Regions from separate parts of the Mus musculus genome. Here regions 1, 3, 4 and 5 are each linked to region 2. Evidence: chromatin contacts called from public HiChIP or PLAC-seq and promoter capture Hi-C data. All regions are on one chromosome and are shown on one strand. The core of a region is the stretch at or near the end of the contact, and the rest is flanking DNA. Distances in the headings are between cores, read along the strand shown. Region 1 holds the start of Fscn2 (fascin actin-bundling protein 2). Region 2 holds the start of Hmga1b (high mobility group AT-hook 1B). Region 3 holds the start of Sectm1b (secreted and transmembrane 1B). Region 4 holds the start of Tex19.2 (testis expressed gene 19.2). Region 5 holds the start of Tspan10 (tetraspanin 10).

Region 1 (2,773 bases), core at 134-2,633, 400 kb after region 2:
GGGGGTCCCACAAGGTTCCCAATGGTCAAGCACTTTGCCCTGCCCTTGTCCCTCATCTCCCCCAAAGATGAGAAAGTGGGTGGTATGAGAGCAAAGGTGTATCAGTCCCCAGCCTGCTTCCCACCCTCCTATTGCCCCCAGATTCTGCCTCGCTACGCTGCTACACCTCTCCAATCTTCGAGGCAGCTGCAGTCTAGCAGGCACCACATTTGGCTGATACTCTCCAGATGTCTGGAGAGTGACGAGGACTCCTGAAGCCAGCAGCCCCACTTACACTGTGTGTAGAGACACCCATCTCCAGTAAATAGCGCCCTCCACCCCAGCATGTGGCAGGTCTCTGCATACGTGCACACACTACACAATATCAGCTGCCCTACCCTACCTTGCCTCACAGAGATGTAGCGCCGGTTGGCAGCTACCAGCACCACCTGTGGGTGACTTTGCTCCAGGTCGAAGAGTTCATCCTTGCTGGGCCTCGTGTTGCGACCAGCCTTGAGTGTGCCAGCAGGCCCCACAGGTGCCAGGTACCGGCCGTCACAGTCCTTGAAGGCCAGCTTGCCTGCCTTGAACTCCAGCGTGTAGCAGGCATGGGCTTCAGGTTCCCAGACAAGGCGGCCATCGCTGCGAAGGTAGCGGCTGTCATAAGACTTGAGGCAGTACCGCCTGCTCTGGAAAATGAGGGTGACTAGTGCGTCCACACCCCATGGCATGTCACCGTCTGCTGCCATCTCATCTTCCTGAAGGCACAGGTGCACGTAGCGCCGACGGCTCACACTCAGCAAATGAGCCTGTGGGTGGATGGCCAGGTGCACAGTCCACAGCTCTGCCGGGGAAATGGCCGTGGCAAAGCAGGACAGTCGGTCCTCAATGCCACCGAAGAAGCGGCCGTGTGGCTCTGACTGCAGCACCCAGCGCCCATCAGGCTGCGGCAAGACCAGGAAGCGGCAGTCACGGCCCGGCTGATCCATCTCACAGGCCACACGTCCATCTTCTTCTGCTGACAGGTAGCGGCCTAGGTGACTGCTTCGGAACAGCACGGCAGTGCCCTGCCCCGGGTCAGGCTCCAGGACCCAGATCTGCTTCCTCTTGAGGCTGGCTGCGGAGGCGTTGACCTTGAAGCCAAAGCTCTCTGCAGTCAGGTAGCGGTCGGCATCGTTAACAAGGCCAAACTGGATCTTCAGCACCTGGTGCAGACCGTTGGTTGGCATCTTTGAGGCTAGCCACGTTGCTTCAGGGGCCTGGGAAGGAACTCTCTCTAAGTGTTCTGTTCAGGGGGCCTGTAGCCCCCCCTGAGGCCCAGATCTGTTTATCTGACCCTTGGCTCCCAAGCCTAGCCAGCGACATGGACGCTACCTGCTCCAATGCTGCCTCCCTCTGTCTTGTGGCCTCGGCCACCCAGGCAGATCTTACATGGCCAGCGGGCAGCCGAGGGCGGGTGAGAGGGGCGGATCAGAAGTGCACCGGCTTAGAAGCAGTAGCCAACTTGCCTTAGCCCCAGCTTGGATTTCAGTGGCTCCTGGATGCACCAAGTCCAGAGTCAATGTCCAGCAGGACAAAAGCGAGGCTGACCACCTCCTTGTCCTCACCCATGGCTGCCTGGGTCCTATGCCCTATAAACTGTAGATTCCACGGTTCTTAGTCTCTCTTCTTACTGCCAATTGCTTCAGGGCTTCCCAGTCCCCACCTGAGACCCTGCTTCCAGCCCAGCTCTTTTCCAAGGTAGAAAAGGCAGCCCAGTGGAAAACTCACAGCAGACTGGCAACCTGATCGCAGCCCTCCACCCTCAGTGGCCCGCCAGATCCTCTTCAGGATCCAGTTACTGCATCTCTGATTCCTGCTGCCAGGAGCAATACGGCCCCCTGTAGCATGCAGCAGCAGCCTGTCCTATCCCCCTGGCCACACAGTTCCTATCCTTGTGTGTGGCCCTGAGCTTGACACTGTCCTGTGTCTGCCCCTGAGTCATGGGCTGGGGAGGCGGCAGGGAGGACCTAAGTGGCACACATAAGCTGGGACACCTTGACCCTCAGCAGGGATGACAATGCTGAGACAGATACCCTGGTGTGCCTCGTCCACTTGGTTTGGAAAGAGCAGCCTCATATGGTATGCTAGGCAACCATGTGATGCTCACATCCAGGACTACATGTGCAGGGACACACCTGTGTAGCAGGGTATGCCAGGGATCCTATGTTCCCTGCTGACTCTCGCTCAGGGCATGATGCTCTTCCCTTCTGTGCAGGGAGCTCAGGGTGGTCTAGCTTCAACTGCCTTTGACGGAATTGGAGACCTGATTACTGCTGCCCAGATCACAGGGTTATGGGCTTGGCCTGTGGCTTTTACAGACTTGAATATAGGGGGGCTGTGTGGGGCACAGTCTTCCCCGTGCTTCTAAAAGCACTCCCATAAAATCCAAGAGGGAGCTGGGTGGTGCAGCTTAGGAGATGCTGGAAGCTGGCCGCACCTGACCCCTGACCTCTTATCCCTGGGACCACTGGCTGTACCCTGTCCATCCTGAGTCTGACAGGCATCGTAGGGAGCGTCAGTAGTCCTGCTCAGTTCTTACCCTGCACCTGCCTCAGGGGACCAGAGCCAAGCAGGAAACCAGAGCTGTCCATCCTGGGCCTGAGCCAGAACTGGCGTCTTCTTCCTCATAACTGTGTGACCACGCGGGAGGGCCTTCCTGAGGGACAGTAACAGGAGGATGTGGAATGCTTCCAGCTGTGACCCCAGTCATCCTTTCCTCATTCCGCGCCTGTCAGCCCTCAAGTGGCCATGG
Region 2 (2,700 bases), core at 100-2,599:
GTATTGTGTGGGGGAGAGAATACAGGCAAATTCAGGAGGATGAACATCTGACGCTGGTAGCAGCAGCAATAGTGGGTATCTAAGAATGAACATGGAACAAAAAAAAAACAACACAACCGTCCAGAGGTAGTTTGTGAACAGAGGAGAAGATGGAACCAGAACCATGGGGGGCAGGGAGGAGCGAAAAGGAGGGGGCGGCAAGGCTAGCTCCTTAGTGCCCTGCGGGAGGAAGGAACAGCCTAGAGTGGACTGGGGGAGGCGTGTTGGTGCCCGTTTGCCTTTGGTGGAGGCGAGAACAGGCCCTTACTCTGGAGATGGGCGGTAACCCCATCTGTCTAGTCTCAGGTGAGAACATTAAAGTGGGTGGAGCCAACATCATCCTACTTCCTGTTGTCAAGGGGCTCAGCCAACCCAGTGCATGATCTCTGTAGGGTGGGGCAGGAGGGGCTGAGAAACCCACCCGGTGATACTTTGGTGGGGACATGCTGGGATCTAAGCATCCCCTGCCCTGACCACACTGCTGCTGCTAGGTCAGCCACTGGGCCTTGTCAGAGTGAGATGGGGCCGGGGCCCCTTAAGGCCAGGGAATGCTCCCAGGACCCTCTACGGGGAAGCCAGGAACAGCAGGGCAGAAGGGACCCGCAAAACAAAGCGCCCAGAGAGCCACGGCTCTGAGGGAGGTGCGCAGCAGGCCGGGCTGCGGCTAAATGGGAAGTTAGCCTTGTCAGGATGGGGCAGGTGTGTTCGGGAGGAGGGCACAGGGACTGAGCCGAATCCTGCTCCCTTGGGTGCTGCGGAGCAGAGCCTGCAGCTGGTGCCTGGTGCGGTAGTGTGCAGTGGGGGCGGGGAGGGGCCTGGGAGCAGGGCTTCCAGTCCCAGGGGACAGCTGCTCCTCAGTGGCTATGGAGCAGGCGGCACTGCGAGTGGTGATCACTGCTCCTCCTCAGAGGACTCCTGGGAGATGCCCTCCTCTTCCTCCTTCTCCAGTTTCTTGGGTCTGCCCCTTGGTTTCCTCCCTGGAGCTGTGGTGACTTTCCGGGTCTTGGCGGCGCCCTTATTCTTGCTTCCCTTTGGTCGGCCCCGAGGTCTCTTCGGAGTTGGCACTTCACTGGGCTCTTTCTGACTCCCGACCAGCGCCGTCCCAGGACTCACCGGAGGCTGCTTGCGTGGCCTGCCCCGGCCTCGCTTCTCAGTCCCATCCTTTTCCTGCTTGGAGGCCAGGGGCTGGCTGGACTTTGAGCCCGACTCGCTCATTCTCCTTCTCTATGTGTGGGGCAGCACACAGTGAGTGCCTTCTTGGAGCCGCGCCAACACCAGAAATAGCCCCGACTCGGAGTCCCAATTAGAGGCGACTCTTGTAAATCTAAGCATGGATTCTGGGGTTTCCTGCCCCAGTTGCAAACCCTGAGTACCTCTGTGCATCTCCTCTTCTCTGAGCAGAGACCTGGTTCTTTGGAGCCAGTTAGGAGTAATCAGAGAATATTGTGCACCTCAACCCGTGTCTGGCGATTGTTTGAGGTGTGCTGAGGGTCTCTTGTCTTGTGTGTCAGGGTTCATGGAACAAGTACTCACGATCCAGTGAGTCATAGCAGGTCACACGACATCTGGGCCGGGCAGGAGGCTCAGATGCCTCATGGACAGCCCTGGGGAGGAGGTGTGCTCAGACTGCCGCCTTTCCCTTGCTCAGTCCAGGCTCTGCACTGAGACCGTGTGAGTCGCTGAAAGGAGGCAGCTGTACTTCCAGTGCTCTATAGTGCAGGGACAGCAGTACCCTTCCCCTGAGCATTCCTCCGCACTGGTCAGAAGGGTGCTCTGGGACCTTCCTGTGGCTCAGGGGACAGCATACACAGTGGGGGCCCGGAGCCCAATCATTTGCTGCTGCCTGGCAGTTTCCTCATAGCTAACAGGGACAGATCATGCCTGCTCACTGTGTCCTTGATCCCAGTCTGAGCAAACCACCAAGTCCTATAGCCAACCTCCAGGTGGCACTGAATACTGGTGTCTGGCCTGATCTATCCAGTAAGATCAAAGCCCTTCCCCTTCTATGACAAAAGCTGTGGATTGTGACCAACCTGCTGTCTGGTGGCCATCGGAACTCCTGGGAAATGGTGGCCTTTCAGGGATGCCAGTTGGCCACCAGGCAGGAGGAAGTGGTTTACCAGGAAGGGAGCATCAAGCTCCAACGTCTTGGGAAGACAGTCATCTGCTAGCTTCGCCCTTAGGAGCGCATTTCTCCTAAGATGTCTTCACCCTCCACAGCTCCTGCTCTATCTCCTGTCACCTATGTTGTCTGAAGACTTCTCTATCCAGAGTCATGTGCTGAGCCCTAACTACAACATTATGTGAGGACTGTTGTATAACAGTTTCCTTTGAAATTAAAACACCCCATCCTGCATGGAAGTTCCTTAAGTAGGGATGCAAACAACTCATATAGTTTCAGGAAGTTCCTGAAACTGACCAATTTCACAAGATCCCTTGCTGTCAGGGTAAGCAACAAAAGCTGAGAGTCTCTCTCAGACAAACCAAGCAGCAAAGAAGAAAGACTGCAGATCAGAGCCCAGAAGACGCAAAAGTCAGCTGAGTTACCTACCTACTGTCGTCATCTCCACTCCGAGCCGGTGGTGACAAGAACGACACAGGCACCAAGTCGGGTTCATGCAGCAACATCTTTACTTCAGGCTCTTTCTTTTACAGCTCTCT
Region 3 (2,700 bases), core at 57-2,556, 300 kb before region 2:
TCCAGCACTGAGGAGGTACCGCTCTCTCAGACTCACTGGCATACCTGGTGAAAGCCAGGCCAACAAAAGACCCTGCTTCAAAACTGTGAATAGTGCCTAAGGTAGGACACACACACACAAAGGGGAGGGGAGAAGATGGGAGGGAGGGGAAGAAGGAGGGAGGGGGAGAGAGGGGGAAGAGAGAGAGAGGGGGGAGAGAGGGAGAGAAAGAGAGAGAGAGAAATTAAAAATAGGATTAAGCCACAGAGGACAGAGGACAACAGGAAATAGATACCCAGCACTCCTAAATTCTCAGCAGATCCTGCTGAGGAAATTGAGAGTGACCTTGGAGCATAAATCTCTGAAAACTCTGTGGGTGAGACAGGAGATGTCACAACTTCTGATCAGAGAATGTGCAGAAGGTGACTCCTAGTGGAGCTAGGACACAAGCAGCTGTGTCTGCCAGTGAGACCACAGCAGGACTGTATACACACTGAGACCGTGTACACACCGGGGTGGGATTTTTGCACACAGACTCTCCAGAAGGCTAAGCTGCATCATCACCTGTAGACACTGACCTCAGAGTTGGAACTGTCACTGGGAAAGACTTGTAATGTTGTTGTCCCTGCCTTGTGGTTTCAAAACAAATCACCTAGTTTCACTTTCACGGTGAGTTTTCACTGAGACAACAAAGGTGTTTTAATGTTTGGGGTGAGACACGGAACCTTTAGCTGCCCTTCAAGATTCCTTACCACAGGACATCCTTGCCCCACCATCCCAAGGACCCCTACCTCCGGTCTGGTAGCCTAAGCCTTGCCGGAGGGATACTACAATCATGGGATCATGGTTATCTGATCCTCTCTCTAACGTTGGCACTAGGGATATCTGGGAACCCTGTGAATGTGGAGCCCATGCACTGTGTCCAGTGTGGGCACTAGGCTCCTGCCTTTCCCTGTGTGGTTGCCCAGAGTCTTCTTGCCTGTGATGTCCCATGCAGGGAGACAAGTCCCCCTAAATGAGCAGTCCCTGAGCCCTGAATCAAACACTGACCGCAGCCATGACTAGCCTAGGAAAAGCCTAGACTTTCTTCCCGTGCTCCTAAGGCAAGTAGCTAAAAGCCGCTTTCAATTAAAATGTTTTAATGAAGGAGTCACTCAGAAACTCATCACTGTTGTGTGGACTCAGGGTAGTTCCTGCAAATGACACTCTTTCCCGAAGTTTGTTTTCTTCCTGGATTAATGCAGTCCCTTGGGTATGAGAACGGGTGGTACTTGGACCGCCTCCTCCCTGACACGCCCTCAGGTCAGGATGAGCTCAGCAAGGGCTACACCAGAGTTCATTGCCAGAGAAGCAGGTAAGAAGCTGGAGCACACATGCAGGTGAGAACTGGAGGGGAGGTGGCACCCAGAGTGTTGGGGCTCTAAAGCATGTGGGGTGAGACCCTCAGGCAGGGTGTCCCTGGCTGCAGCCTCTCTGGGACCCTCTGTTTATTGGATGCCTGTGTCTCAGTGATTTGTCCAGAGTAAAGGTGAGGCTGAGGAGTGTCCAGGCACCCTGGACATCAGGAGCAGAGTGGATCTGTGTCTCTCCAGGTGCCTCCCACCAAGCTCCAGGAGGAGCAGGTGCAGCAGCTGGGTTCTTCGGTGTGAACTGAATGGGAAGAAGAGAACAGAGCATTCTTTCTTGTCATCTGATCATGAGTACGTAAGCCAGGGGGAGGGATTTGGTGCACACAGGTGAGCTGCAGTTGACACGGGTGAATTTCTGAGGCTGGTCACTCAGAGAATCAAGACTCTATGTTATGCTCAGTCAGTGACCTGTGTGGGTCCTGTTGTTTGGGTCTCATCTTAACATAAGTAGAAGCCAACGTCTGGCTGTGGGGTTGAAGGTTCTTCTTGTGACTTTCTTCTGCAAAATCCTTGAGGCTCCATGCATGCAACTCCCAGCTGAGCTGAAGGCCATTGTGTTGCATGGGATGGGGTCAGATCTGCTTCTATCTCCTTTGGGGCTCAGCACTCATAACTGGTGGACATAGGTCATGGCATCATTTCCATCAGGAGATCCAGCAAAGGCATTGGGAAGGGAGTGTCAGAAAGGTGACATACCATGTTGGCTGTGCCAGCTGAGTCCTGAAACAGAGATCTCCCCTAAGGAATCAAATAAAAATACAGGGAAGGGACTTAACCCACACAGTCCTTGGGCAAGAATGGCAACAAAGTCTGTCAACCCATCTTTAAGGTACTAACATGAGCTTTGGGCTTAAATAGAGGAGTGGGAAGGGTCTACATCGTTAAGAAGTCCTGGTCACAGCGTAGTCTGGTTGATCACTATCTCAGTTCTGATAGGGTGCTGCCAATAAGTCCTGGTTGAGGGATAATGGGGTTCCGAAAAGGTGGCTCCTCCTGCTGGGGTGACTGTGTTAAGGGATCTGTGAGAATGTTATTCTGACACCCTGGATCACTGCAAACTAAGAACAATGACTAGAGACTTTTCATGCATTTCGGGGGGATCTGGAACATGACACTACGAAAGCCAACAGATGCTTCAGAGACTCCCGTTCTTTGTCTCCTCAGCCATGAGGAGTTCATGGGCGTTAGACAAAGGCTCCTTGAGTAACTGCCATACTTATATGCAGAGCTGATCATGAGCTGGAGCCAAAAGAACACAGATGCAAGCAAGGTGGACACAGATTCAGCCTACTTCTGGTCATTCTGTTGACTT
Region 4 (2,765 bases), core at 112-2,611, 360 kb before region 2:
TTATTCGGCTTACACTTCCATACTGAATGCTGTTCATCACCAAGGAAGTCAGGACTGGAACTCAAGCAGGTCAGGAAGCAGGAGCTGATGCAGAGGCCATGGAGGAATATTCTTTACTGGCTTGCTTCCCCTGGCTTGCTCAGCCTGCTTTCTTATAGAACCCAAGACTACCAGCCCAGGGATGGTCCCACCCACAAGGGGCCTTTCCCCCTTGATCACTAATTGAGAAAATGCCTTACAGCTAGATCTCATGGAGGCATTTCCTCAACTGAAGCTCCTTTCTCTGTGATAACTCCAGCTGTGTCAAGTTGACACACAAAGCCAGCCAGTACAAATCCCAATAATTCTTTTTTTTTAAGTTTTATTTTTATTTGTATTTGTGTGTGTGGGGGGGGGTATGAGTGTGCCATGTGTGTATAGGTGAAGTAGCTAGAAGAGGATATCCGACCCCCTGGGGCTAGAACTTAAGCCTGTTGTGAGCCACTTCTCCAGTACAAGACATTTTTGAATAAGAATGGCCACCATAGGCTCATATATTTGATTGCTTAGTCATGGGACGTACATTTCTAACTGTGATCTGGCAATATTTATTTGTTTGTTTATTTTTGTTTTTTTAAGACAGTGCTGTGTGGCACTGGCTGTCTTGGAACTCACGCTCTAGTATCTTTTTAAAAAGATTCCTCAGGAACCCTGCTCCCTTTCAGACAAAAAAAAAGAGGTTGAAGCGAGAGGGTAGCCCAGCGTGATGCAACTCTTCACTCAAGCTTGGATTCTTTCAGTCTCCGACTGTGATAGATCAGTTTTTCGCGCGAATGGCCATTTACTTCTCATTGTTTTGGGCACAACTGCCATTTTCCAGGACTTGCAAGCTCATGTGGCTTCAGACTCCACTTGGTCCTGAAGGAAGAGCTTTTGGAAAACTGTGCCAGCTCTCACACACTACAACTAGCTCACAACGTGGCTTTTGTGCTTCTCTGGGTGTATTCAAAGGAGACAAAAGCTTAAGTTTAGAAGACCAATGCAAAACTGGTAATAGCTTTTTAAAATACCAAATTACCAAACCCCAGAAAGCAACCAGATCTTCTACAAGAAGTGAGTGGATAAAGGGATTTATTCTTTTAATGGAGTATTACTGAAGTGAAACTGGCCCTGTGATGACAGAGGAACGTCACTACACCAGTGTCCACCCCTGTGGGGTGTCCAGAGTGGACTGCGGCAGATTTTAACAAATAAACCTCTGTGTGGTCAAGGTTGAGCTCCAGAGGCTGCTGGAAACCTTGTATCTTATGCTTGGTTTTTCCTCTGAGTCCCAGACTCCTCTAAGGATAAACTCTACAAAGAATTTCTTTAAAGAGTCTGAGAACAAAAAGACCCAGAGAGGGGCAACTGTGCTTAGCCTGCAGTTGAGAACTGAGCGAGCAGTTTCCCAAGTGTTAAAGAACTTTTTACTAAAGAGACAGGGAAGAAGGAATCGACTTTTCCAAACAAGATGTGCTGCGGGCCCAGCTCTGAACCCAGGCCTTCGAGTCCCTCGAAGGCACAGGGATGGGGACATCGGGCACCGCTAGAGCACACAGGAAGCACACAGGGTGCTCAGGTGTCCGCAGGGGAGCAGCGCATGCGCGCTGTAGGGGGCGCCAGGCCTCATGTGCACCTTGGGGGCCAGAGTGACTCAGCGCCTTCGCTTCCTGCTGCTTTGGGGCCTCATGGGAGATATGTAAATGAGCTGGAGCATCATGGCCGTTGACCCTTTATAAGGCCTTGTTGGTCCTCGCTCGGTGTTCAGTGCTCAGTGAGGAGAGCCTGGCTTTGGAGTCCCTTAGCTGGCACCTGGGCGCTCAGTCAGGGAGGTAAGGATGGAAAGGGACTGGGCCGAGGGCTGGGCCGGGTGAGCACGGTGGGCAGAGAGGAGATACTCCTGACGTAGGCTTCCCGGCCTCTTTGGTTGGTAGCCGGGTGCAAGTGTGAGGTCGGGGCCTTGAGCCCTGAGGACAACTCTGATGTCACCCCAGCCTGTCCAGAGTGAGCAGGGAGCCCCGGGGGCCAGAGCTCCAACACCCTCTCCTCAAGGGGGGCCCTGCAGCAGCCCGGGGGCTGGGGTGGGGGGAGGCAAACCTCATTTCCTCTGCCTTTCAAGCTCTCCAGACATTGGAGCAAGTGTGAAGCTGAAGAAGTTTCTGGAAGCTCAAGCCTGTCTACTTCTCCAGAGAGGTATTCATTTAATTCTCACCCAGTTCTCGTACCACTGCCCCGTATCCTGCAGCCCCAAAGCCCCTAGACCTCCTACTGTGCCCTGTTTTCTCCCGTTTCTCTCATTCTCACCTTTTCCACCTATTTCTAGCCTCTATGGTCCTACTGAGACCATCGAGCAAGTCTTCCTCTGTGTGTCCGCTTAGCTGCAGACAGACTTCTTGACCATGTGTCCCCCAGTCAGCGTTCGCCATGGGGCCAAGGGCATGTCCTGCCTCTATGGGGCGTGGCTGTACCATCTTGTCCATGGGGAACAGATGAAGATCTGCTTTGCTTGCTTCAAGGCAGCTTTCCTCGTCGTTAAGAACATGCTGGAGATGGGAGACTGGGAAGAAGGAGTGTGGGATGCTGAGCCCATGGAACTCTCAGAGGCATCGTCTGAGCCCGAGGAATGGCCCGGGCTTAGTGGGGGAGAGGGCCAAGGTCATCTGCCACATGGCATCTCTGTCTCTGCAGGCTCTGGGGCTCAGGGACCCCAGCCTGTGCCCACTGAGCTGGGGCCTCAGGAAGCTGTA
Region 5 (2,700 bases), core at 129-2,628, 320 kb after region 2:
GCTAAGAGACTGGGGTGGGCTTAGAGGAAGTTTATGGAAGGAAGTAAAGATTTGAAGAATCAGTAACTTGGGGCCTGGGGACTTGTAATCTAAAAGGGCAGTGAGGGTCCTAGTTCACTGCTTTCCAGGGTCGATGTGTGAGGCCAATCTCCATTAGGACAGTATAATGACAGCTCCCTGAAAGGTCCCTGGTAAACACTGGGCAGAGCAGCAGTTACAAGATGGACCCACTCCCTTTCTTCTATACCCTTGTGAAAGATGGACCAGCGTGGTCTTGCCCAGGGTCAGGATTTCTATTCCTCCAACACAGCAGAATCATGGCAGGTGGGTCTGCTTCCCTAGTCTTGGAATGGTCTCTGTGGTGGAATCAGTCTATAGTGCCCCACCAGCAGTGACTTTGTGCAGTCACAAGAGGGACTTTCCCACCCAAGCCATAAGTGCAGGCTGCCTGGGATAGAGAAGCTGATCCCGTGACTACCCTTCTACCCTTCTGCGTGAAACGAACCTTGTTTTCTTTGTATCATCTCGGGCCCACCGACTGATCCTAGGTCAAGTGTGGACACTATGCTGAACCTAGTGTAGAGGATGCAGGGAGAGATTGCCTAGGTACTGCCTGCCTGGCTTCCTGGGCAGGGAGAGAGGCAGCCAATAGGCAGGAATTTAGAGGAGGCAAGGAGGCAGACCTGAGAGAGACCCTCTAAAGGGAGATGGGGTAACCTTGTTTTTCGAATGACAGTGTGACTTAGGCATGACTACAGCCAGGTATCTAGGCAAGGGTCTCATTTCATCCCCGTCCCACAGGAAGAAGCTTGTCCAGGTGTGTGGATTGCTCTTTCACCCTAAATTTGGAGCAGAATATGTGAAGGTTATTTGTCAGCCGGAGTCTGTCAGAGTAAAAGGACAACCTGCCAGAGCCAGCTGGCAGCATTAAGACTGCCTGAGGCCACAGAGTCCACAATCAGCCTCAAAGGACATTTGCCCTTACCTGATCCTGAATCAATACTTCTTTCAGGCCTATAGGGGGCACCTTAAAGGCTAGCACCCAAGTGTACCCATGGGTCAAGCACACAGCTAGACTGGGGGGTGGGGCCAGGAGTCAGGTAGACTGCAACCTGGTCCAGGGGCTTCCCAGAGGACCTTAGATCCAAGAAACATCTTCAACCTGAGCTAGGCCATTAAGTGTCGGCTCACCTGAGACAGCAAGGGGCTGCATTCTTCTTCCTTCATCATCCACACAATTGGAGAAAACCACGGAGAGCAGTGGCCAGGGTCTCTCTGAACAGGTTACAGTCCTAAAATAACGGTGTCCCGGTGTCCCTTGGCTTCTCTGTGAACTGTATAAGCCAGAGCTGGAGAGCTGCAAGCTCCTCCTCCAGTGCGATCACAGTGGTATCATGTGAGGAGTCACATTTTAGGGCTTACAGCAGGGGCCTGCTTCTATAGTCACATCTGGTCTTTCTAGCCTGTAATTCTTGGCCTTGGCTCCAGAGATATCCCTAATGTCTGCACAGTCATGATTTTGTTAAGGTGGCCCTGATGCTGGACCCATGGCCATCACTATTGAGTCCCATTTTGGTCTTGGCCTGTAGGCTCAGCTGGTCTCCTATCAGCACCCCTAAAAGATCAGTTCTGTGCAAACTGGTTCACAATAGCAGCCCCAGGAGCCCCACAGGCAGTACAAAAGCCAATTATCCTTATAGTTTATGGAGAGCAAGAACAACTCAGTATTCACGTTCCAGATGTCCCTTCCCTCCAAGCTTGTTGGAAGCAGGATTTTGCTGTGATCACTGTCCAGTCTAAAGGACTTGAGCAACTCGCTGTGGAGACAGAAAGCATGTCCCTAGGCTGTCAACACTGGGCCCTACCACCTAACTCTGTCTCCCTGCTTCTGACTGGTGTGTGTGTGTGTATGTGTGTGTGTGTGTGTATGTATGTGTGATGTAGATGTGTTAGTGTCATTATAGGCCCACAGGACCTTGAGACATCAGGAAGCCCTTCTGTAGACATGTTTAGGGCAAGGTTCTGCTGTACATGGAAAATGCCCCTCCTGTTTGGACCCCAGTTCCCCTGAGTTTTAACTTTTGATAGACATCTCAGGCTCAGCCTCCACTTTTAGCTTTATCTACCATTTTTTCTGACTTATAACTTTATATGCCAGACAATCGAATGGCCTAGCACTTGTGCATCCCGGCCTTTGTCATAACCCCATCTCCACTGCACTCACTGTTGCCTGGAGCCCTCCAGTGTCTTCCAGCAGCAGCAGCAGCAGCAGCAGCAGCAGCAGCAACACCCCATTTTTTTTCTTCCCCTGACCAAGCCAGCTCATTCAGTCAGCAGGGTCTCAAGTGAGGGAGTGAGGATTGAAAAGAAAAAAAAACAGTTAGAGAAAATGATACCCTGACTCCAGCCTGTGCTGAGGCTGGAACAGCTTCATGTCGCTCCAGCCTGCTTGTATAGCATCCTAGGTGCATCCAAAAAACATGGTCAGCTCTTAGATCAAAGACAAAGTAATCAAGTGAAGTAGCAAACAAGGAGGTCACACAAGGTAATAATTAAGAAGCCAGGCAGTGGTGGGGCACGCCTTTAGTCCCAGCACTTGGGAGGCAGAGGCAGGCAGATTTCTAAGTTCAAGGCCAGCCTGGTCTACAGAGTGGGTTCCAGGACAGCCACAGAGACAGGGCTACACAGAGAAACCCTGTC

The links. Promoter capture Hi-C pulls out the DNA fragments that hold promoters and counts their contacts. HiChIP or PLAC-seq counts read pairs in DNA pulled down with a chosen protein or histone mark. Capture Hi-C pulls out chosen DNA fragments and counts their contacts.
Region 1: a contact with region 2 is called in a promoter capture Hi-C map of adipose tissue. The contact joins the promoter of Fscn2 here to the promoter of Hmga1b in region 2. A contact is called at or near these places in 3 of 39 promoter capture datasets (liver, pre-B cells and stem cell-derived epiblast-like cells), 1 of 484 Hi-C or Micro-C datasets (embryonic stem cells), 1 of 115 datasets of contacts at active chromatin or transcription factors (pancreatic cancer cells) and 1 of 9 other capture datasets (adipose tissue).
Region 3: a contact with region 2 is called in an HNF4G HiChIP or PLAC-seq map of pancreatic cancer cells. The contact joins the promoter of Sectm1b here to the promoter of Hmga1b in region 2. A contact is called at or near these places in 1 of 39 promoter capture datasets (liver), 1 of 484 Hi-C or Micro-C datasets (embryonic stem cells) and 1 of 115 datasets of contacts at active chromatin or transcription factors (pancreatic cancer cells).
Region 4: a contact with region 2 is called in a promoter capture Hi-C map of embryonic stem cells, with 4 times the contacts expected there. The contact joins the promoter of Tex19.2 here to the promoter of Hmga1b in region 2. A contact is called at or near these places in 4 of 39 promoter capture datasets (embryonic stem cells, liver and stem cell-derived epiblast-like cells), 1 of 115 datasets of contacts at active chromatin or transcription factors (pancreatic cancer cells) and 1 of 9 other capture datasets (embryonic stem cells).
Region 5: a promoter capture Hi-C map of pre-B cells shows a contact between it and region 2, with 3 times the contacts expected there. The contact joins the promoter of Tspan10 here to the promoter of Hmga1b in region 2. A contact is called at or near these places in 9 of 39 promoter capture datasets (the HPC-7 cell line, cranial neural crest, embryonic stem cells and 5 more), 2 of 115 datasets of contacts at active chromatin or transcription factors (pancreatic cancer cells and pro-B cells) and 2 of 9 other capture datasets (liver and macrophages).

The regions. Positions count from the first base shown.
Region 1 is chr11:120,360,144-120,362,916 of GRCm38.p6, reverse strand. It overlaps Fscn2 (fascin actin-bundling protein 2), which reads right to left and starts at 1,383. Exons shown (of 5, transcript NM_172802.4): 1 at 383-1,383. The coding sequence starts at 1,208.
Region 2 is chr11:120,761,443-120,764,142 of GRCm38.p6, reverse strand. Hmga1b (high mobility group AT-hook 1B) reads right to left here and starts at 1,349. Exons shown (of 2, transcript NM_001166477.1): 1 at 1,153-1,349; 2 at 1-1,119. The coding sequence starts at 1,254. The coding sequence ends at 931.
Region 3 is chr11:121,062,175-121,064,874 of GRCm38.p6, reverse strand. Sectm1b (secreted and transmembrane 1B) reads left to right here and starts at 1,306. Exons shown (of 5, transcript NM_026907.3): 1 at 1,306-1,358; 2 at 1,572-1,679.
Region 4 is chr11:121,117,273-121,120,037 of GRCm38.p6, reverse strand. Tex19.2 (testis expressed gene 19.2) reads left to right here and starts at 1,361. Exons shown (of 3, transcript NM_027622.3): 1 at 1,361-1,850; 2 at 2,138-2,211; 3 at 2,342-2,765. The coding sequence starts at 2,418.
Region 5 is chr11:120,441,309-120,444,008 of GRCm38.p6, reverse strand. Tspan10 (tetraspanin 10) reads right to left here and starts at 1,378. Exons shown (of 3, transcript NM_145363.2): 1 at 1,192-1,378. The coding sequence starts at 1,230.